Regions from separate parts of the Oryctolagus cuniculus genome. Here region 1 is linked to region 2. Evidence: chromatin contacts called from public Hi-C data. All regions are on one chromosome and are shown on one strand. The core of a region is the stretch at or near the end of the contact, and the rest is flanking DNA. Distances in the headings are between cores, read along the strand shown.

Evidence for each region. Hi-C and Micro-C count contacts between places; a contact is called where the count stands out from the background.
Region 1: a Hi-C map of psoas muscle shows a contact between it and region 2, with 4 times the contacts expected there. The contact joins two enhancer-like sites. A contact is called at or near these places in 2 of 6 Hi-C or Micro-C datasets (ear pinna and psoas muscle).

The regions. Positions count from the first base shown.
Region 1 is chr10:19,667,376-19,670,542 of mOryCun1.1, forward strand. No RefSeq gene overlaps it. Among named protein-coding and RNA genes, the nearest start is that of ZNF532, 82 kb to the left of the region's middle. Within about 2 kb of position 1,601, at least 4 of the 8 cell types and tissues checked have an H3K27ac peak or open chromatin away from gene starts, as enhancers often do.
Region 2 is chr10:19,501,281-19,504,422 of mOryCun1.1, forward strand. All of the region lies in intron 7 of ZNF532 (zinc finger protein 532), which reads right to left. Among named protein-coding and RNA genes, the nearest start is that of ZNF532, 84 kb to the right of the region's middle. Within about 2 kb of position 1,536, at least 2 of the 8 cell types and tissues checked have an H3K27ac peak or open chromatin away from gene starts, as enhancers often do.

The DNA of each region.
Region 1 (3,167 bases), core at 351-2,850, 170 kb after region 2:
TGGAGTCTTGCTCAGGCGTCAGCCAGGGGGCATGTGGACTCAGGCTCTGACCCCTGCAGTGTTGCTGAGTGAATGCGCCCCCCACAAGGTGCCTGTGAGCTGGGGACCAGCTGTTGACCTCCACTTCCCCCTGGGGCAAAGGTCTAAGCACTCATTGGTGGAGACTTTTTTTTTAACTCATTAAGAGTGTTTTTTTTTTAATATTTATTTTATTTATTTGAAAGATAGGGGCTGGTGCTGTAGCATAATGGGTAAAGCCACCGCCTGCAGTGCCGGCATCCCATGGGGTGCTGGTTCAAGTCCTCGGCTGCTCCACTTCCGATCCAGCTCTCTGCTGTGGCCTGGGAAAGCAGTAGAAGATGGCCCAAGTCCTTGGGCCCCTGCACCCATGTGGGAGACTGGGAAGAAGCCCCTGGCTCCTGGCTTCCGATCAGCTCAGCTCTGGCCGTTGTGGCCATCTGGGGAGTGAACCAGAGGATGGAAGACCCCTCTCTCTCTCTGTCTCTGCTCTGTAACTCTGCCTTTCATATAAATAAATAAATCTTAAAAAAGAAAAGAAAAAGAAAGTGAGAGAGAGTTGGATCGGAAGTGGAGAAGCTGGGACTCGAACTGGCGTCCATATGGAATGCCAACACTGCAGGCGGAGGCTTTAATCTGCTACACCATGGCACCGGATCCTGCTGGAGACATTTCTAAGTTTCCAGATAAAAAGCTAAAAATGAAGAGAAAGCAAACAGAAACTGAGGGAGCAAGCCTCCATTTCCATCATTTCCTCGAGAAGTTGAGGGGGTTCAGCAAAGCGATGGGTCCACACAGGGTCACTCTGCTGCTGTTTGTCACCGCGTGTAACTGCTTGGAGGGCACAGAAGCCACTGAACGTGCAAGTCGGGGACGCCAGCTCTTAGATTAGGTCCATCCGGTTACCCTCAATGATCACACAAAGCCCTTGGAAATAAAGCGCAACGATCTAGAACATTTTGAAGCGTTTTGTTGCAGTAATGTGTATGCCTTCCTGGTTTGGTCTTTGCCTGCTTCCATGGGCAAAAGCCACTGGGGCTTGAGACGGTTGGTCAGGCTCTACCCTGCTCACAGATGTAGCAAGAGAGTCTAAGTTGATGAGCCATCGTTAACAACCTAGAACTGTCACAACTGCGCTTGTTCTTAGGATGGCGATGGCTGAGCTCCGGGAATGGCGCGGTGACTGAGAAGCCAGTCTTCCTCGTGCGAGTGGCGTTGGATTGCTCACCGCTGCTTCCCGGACGTCGGCTCTGAACCCTTTCTCAGCGGGTGTTTGCTCATCTCTAAGTGTGCAGCAGTGGCATCTTACCCAGGGTTATTATCGGAACTGAACGACATAATGCATGCTTTGTGCTTGGCACGGAACGGCGACTGCTCTTACTGCTGCCGGTTTGGGGCTTGCTCCCGGCACCCTGTTCCTCTCTGAGCCAGCCAGCGCCCAGGCACCGCACTGCTTTGCTTTGGCGTCTGTGACTGGAGCTCCTCTGTCCTGCGCATGATGCAATCCAAGACGGCTCACCTCAGTGTCTCCTTGCCACACAGAAGGGAGGAAAGGGGAGAGGAGGCGGGGGGAGGTGCTTCCGCCTTCTGTAAGGAGGGTCTGCTCTTCCCATTTGCTCCCAGGAATCGGCCACATAGCCACACCCAAGCACAAGGGATTCTGGGAACTGTAGTCTTCCAGCTAAAAATGGATGGTTCTGTTCCTGAAGAAGATGGAATTTGGAGTGTCCCTATTGCATTGCAGTGTCATGTGGGCCGCACAGAGAGTTCTGGAAGGATTCAGAATCTGCTGCAGGCACCTCAGACCAGGGTGCAGGGGTGCTGAGCACAGTGCCTGCTGGCTGACATATTTTTGCAAACACGGAAGGCGTGGAGGGGAACTGCCCACATCAGGGCCAGGGAGGGACAGGTCGTAGTGGAGGTGGGGCATTAGACAGCCGAGCCCCCTGGCACCACAGGCTGCAGACACTGGCCAGAGAACACGCCCCCTACAGGCTAGCTTTGTGCCTGGCATGGAGTGCCAATTCAATGGCCCAGGGTTTCGGTTGTTGAGGGAGAAGTCAGGGCAAGGCGGGAAGCGGGGAGCAGGCTTGTGCCAGGCAGAAGGCAGGCAGGACCTGGACAGCAGATGGTCGCCTCTGTCCGTGCTGGGCCATGGCCCAGCTTCCTTACGTGCCCCAGGGAGGGAGGCTGTGCCCTGGGACAGGGGAGCTGTGGGCCTGGGTTCTAATTGCCTCTGACATCTACAAGTTCTTTGAGCCAGGGGTGGCGCAGTGGGTTAAGCCGGCACTTGTGACACCATTATCCCATACTTGAGTGCTTGCTTGAGTCCCAGTCACTCCAGTTCTGTTTCAGTTCCCTGCTAACACCCCTGGGAAGGCAGCTGAGGCTGCTCCAAGTGCTAGGGCCCCTGCCACCCACACGGGAGGCCTGGGTGGGGCTCCAGGCTTCTGACTTTGTCCCGGACCAGCCCTGGCTGTTGCGGCTTCTTGGGGAACAAACTAGCAGATGGAAGATCTCTTTCTCACTCTGCCTTTCAAATAAATGAAGAAGTCTTAGAGAAAGTTACTTGAGCCTGCTTGAACTTTGGCTTCTGTGTCTCTAAGATGGTGGTGGTATCACTCACCTACCGGTGCTGAGTGTTGATGAGCTCCCATCAGAAAGAGTCCCGAGTGCAGCGCTCCTTAGGACAAAGGCTGTCGGCTCAGGCAATGGCGCTTTCTTCTCTGATCCGGCCTTACTGTACCCGGGAACGGGGGGTGCATGCAGCAGGGGCTCAGGAAACACGCACGGACCCATCACTGAGTCGGTGTGGAATGGGCACACACACTTGCTGGGGCATTGGGTTCCTCTGGCACCTGTCACCAACCATCATGGACTTGTTGGCTTCAGACAGCACACGCGTGCTCCCGCACACCTCCGGAGGGCAGCCCGGGAGGGAACGTGTTCCCATCCTAAACGCTGTAGCCCTGGAGCCAACCCTTCCAGGGCGAGGATGGAGGGAAGCTGCGGCCCCAGGGGAACAGGCAGGCCGGGAGCTGTCGCGGCCTCCGTGCTGACCCAAGGGGCCACTTTCCCCTTCTGTGGTTTCTGTGAAGTGTCCCCCACAGGGGCCATCGCAGCCACACCATCAGGAGAGGGAGCAGCCA
Region 2 (3,142 bases), core at 286-2,785:
ACTTCTGATCCAGCTCTCTGCTATGGCCTAGGAAAGCAGTAGAAGATGACCCAAGTCCTTGGGCCCCTGCACCCGTGTGGGAGACCTGGAAGAAGCTCCTGGCCCCTGGCTTTGGATCGGCTCAACTCCGGCCCTTGCGGCCAACTGGGTAGTGAACTAGCGGATGGAAGACCCCTCCCTCTCTGCCTCTCCTTCTCATTGTGTAACTCTTTCAAATAAGTAAATAAATCTTAAAAATAAAATAAAAAAAAGAAGTGGAGGGTGGCCCAAGTGCTTAGACCCCTGCACCCATGTGGGATACACGGAGGTAGCTCCTGGCTCCTGGCTTTGGCCTGGCCCAGCCCTGGCCATTGAGGCCATCTGGGGAGTGAACCAGTGGAGAGAAGACCTTTCTCTCTCTTTCCCCTCTTTCCTTCTCCCTCTCCCTGTTCTCCTTCCCTCCCCCTACCCCATAACTCTGCCTTTCAAATAAATAAATAAATAAACCTCTAAAAAAGAAAAGAAAAAAACCTCTCTGGCTACAGTGAGAACAATCATCCACACAAGAATTGACAGCTTCCTAAACAAAGGCTGCATCCATGAGAACAGCCAGCTGGCTGGACTGGTGGGGAATGCCTGGACGGCTGGGCCCAGGGAGCTGAGCAGAAGCAAGACAGCGCCGAGTCGAGTCAGACACCAAGGTTTGGCAAAAATGGTGGGCTCGGGGCGTGGGGCAATTTAGGTTCTTTGTTGAGCAGGCTTGGATTAACGCATCTTGAGTTATGTAAGAAGTCAAAGTGCTCAAGAAGTGGCTGGATTTTGGAGACTGGAATTCAGGCAAGAAACCACAGCTGGAGAGACAGAGCCACAGAGCCGGCCGGTATCTGCACACACCCTCCCATCTCTCAGGACGCGTCAGACACGGACTTGAACACTGTGCATGGCCGCAAGCATGCTCCTCGTGCAGTTAGGAGAGACTGCTAGAGGCAGACACTGAAGTCAAGACAGAAGCATGTCAGGAGGGCAGCCAGGTGCAGAGGCGCCGACAGCCAAAGTGGCGGCCGGGGAGGGGCGGGAGGGAAGCTGCTGCGACACTGAGCTGCCTTGGCTCTCTGAAGGGAACTCAGGCAAAGGACACGAGGGACAGAGCAGAGAAGGGAAGACCTGAAGCTGTGGTTTTAAAGGGAAGAGCCAGATATTCCGCCAGGAGGGAGGAGGGAGCAAGCCCAAGCATGCTGGCGGGTGGCTGTGGCAGGTGGAGGGTCCCGGGCTGACCCTGCTTCCTCACTCCCGGTCAACGCTGGGTGCGCTTCTTAGCATTTAAAGACACGTCTTTCCTTCCCTCCTCCTCCTCGGGCCCCTTACTTCACTCAGGAGGCCGAGTGAGCAGAACGAGAACTGTAACCTAATCTGAAGAGTCTCATTCCAGAAGGCAAGGTTGCCAACTCCTTCAAGGCGAGACCTACAATCCCACTGTGTCAAGCATTTCCTCTGGCGAACGGCTCCATCTGACTGAGGCACCTTGCGCGCACGCACGCACGCGTCCAGGCCGGAGCCGGCTCTATGGTTTCCGCAGTGCTGAGTTTCATCCTGCCAACACTTCTGTGGCACCGTCTCCTCCCCTCACAGTCTCTATCAAGGAAGCCTCAGATGAGCAGGGTGGAGGAAGCTGCTAGAGACCAGAACTCTGAAAAGTACCACAAGAGTTTCGGAGAGGAAGGACTGGGCAACACTGCTCCTGGAGAGCCACCCCGTATTTATCACGAACAGCGGAGGTGCTTGTAGAGAGGTCGCGAGCTGAGCTGAGGAAATCAGCAGTGTGCCACAAAGCCAAGGGTATTCTGCAACTGCTTTCCTAGGTAGTGTAAATAAATGAGGTCATACAGTGATGCTCAGAACACCCAGAGGACCTGGGTTACAGCAATCACAAACCTGTCGCTATGTACTCTACACAGGTCCACAAAGGATGATTAGCTTGTTCTACAGGCTTTTGCTACAGCAAGATGGCTGCCTTTGAAAACATCGTGTGCTTCAATCAATTACTCAGTCTTAGCATCACTCAAGTGGGATGAGCAGGTATTAGGTACCTCAGGATGTGATACACAAAGACTGACGGGGCCGGAGCTGTGGCATAGCGAGTTAAGCCACCGTCTGCAGTGCCAGCATCCCAGTGGGTGCCAGTTGGAGTCCCAGCTGCTCCTCTTCTGATCCAGCTCCCTTCTAATGCACCTGGGGAAGCAGCAGAAGACAGCCCCCGCCTTGGGCCCCTGCAGCCACATGTGACACCCAGAAGAAGCTCCTGGCTCCTGGCTTCAGTCTGGCCCAGCCCTGTGGCCATCTGGAAAGTGAACCAGTGGATGCAAGATATCTCTTTCTCTATTTCTGTTTCTTCTCCTCTCTGTAACTCTTTCAAATAAATAAATAAATCTTTAAAAAAAAAAAAAAAAAGACTGTGGTACTTACAACATATTATTATCTAAAAAAAAAATTCAACCTGAGTCTAACCAAACTTCTAGGAATTGAGACCCAGAGGAGCAAGTTAAGCAATGTCCAAAAGAAGCAAATCCAGTGAAGTGAGGAACAAGCTGGGAATAAACAACCCGACTTTCCCAACAAATTAACAGCATATTAAAGAAGAAAAAAAAAGGACTACAGGGCAGACTGCACAGGAGAAAAGATTACCAGGGCCAGACACTATGGTACAGTAGGGTTTGTCTCCACCTGGGACACCAGCATGCTACATGGACGCCGGTTTGAGTCCTGGCTGCTCCATTTCGACCCAGCTCCCCACTAATGTGCCTGGGAAAGCAGCAGCAGATGACCCAAGTGCCTGGGCCCCCGCACCATTGTGGGAAACCCAAATGGAGCTCCAGGCTCCAGGCTCCAGGCTGACCAGCCCTGGCCATTGCAGCTACTTGGGGAGTGAACCAGCAGATGAAAGAGCTTTTGCTCTCTCTCTCTCTCTCTCTGTCTCTTCCCCTCTCTTTGTAATTTTGCCTTTCAAATAAACAAACCTATAAAAAAAGAAGAAATTACTTAACAACCAAATAAATGAAAATGCAGTCTTTTTGGATCTTCAACAGAACAAACCAACTTTGAAACCCCCAGGAAAAGGCCAGCAGGGCCTAATATTGTGTCCCATATGGTACTGGGAAGCAGCTTG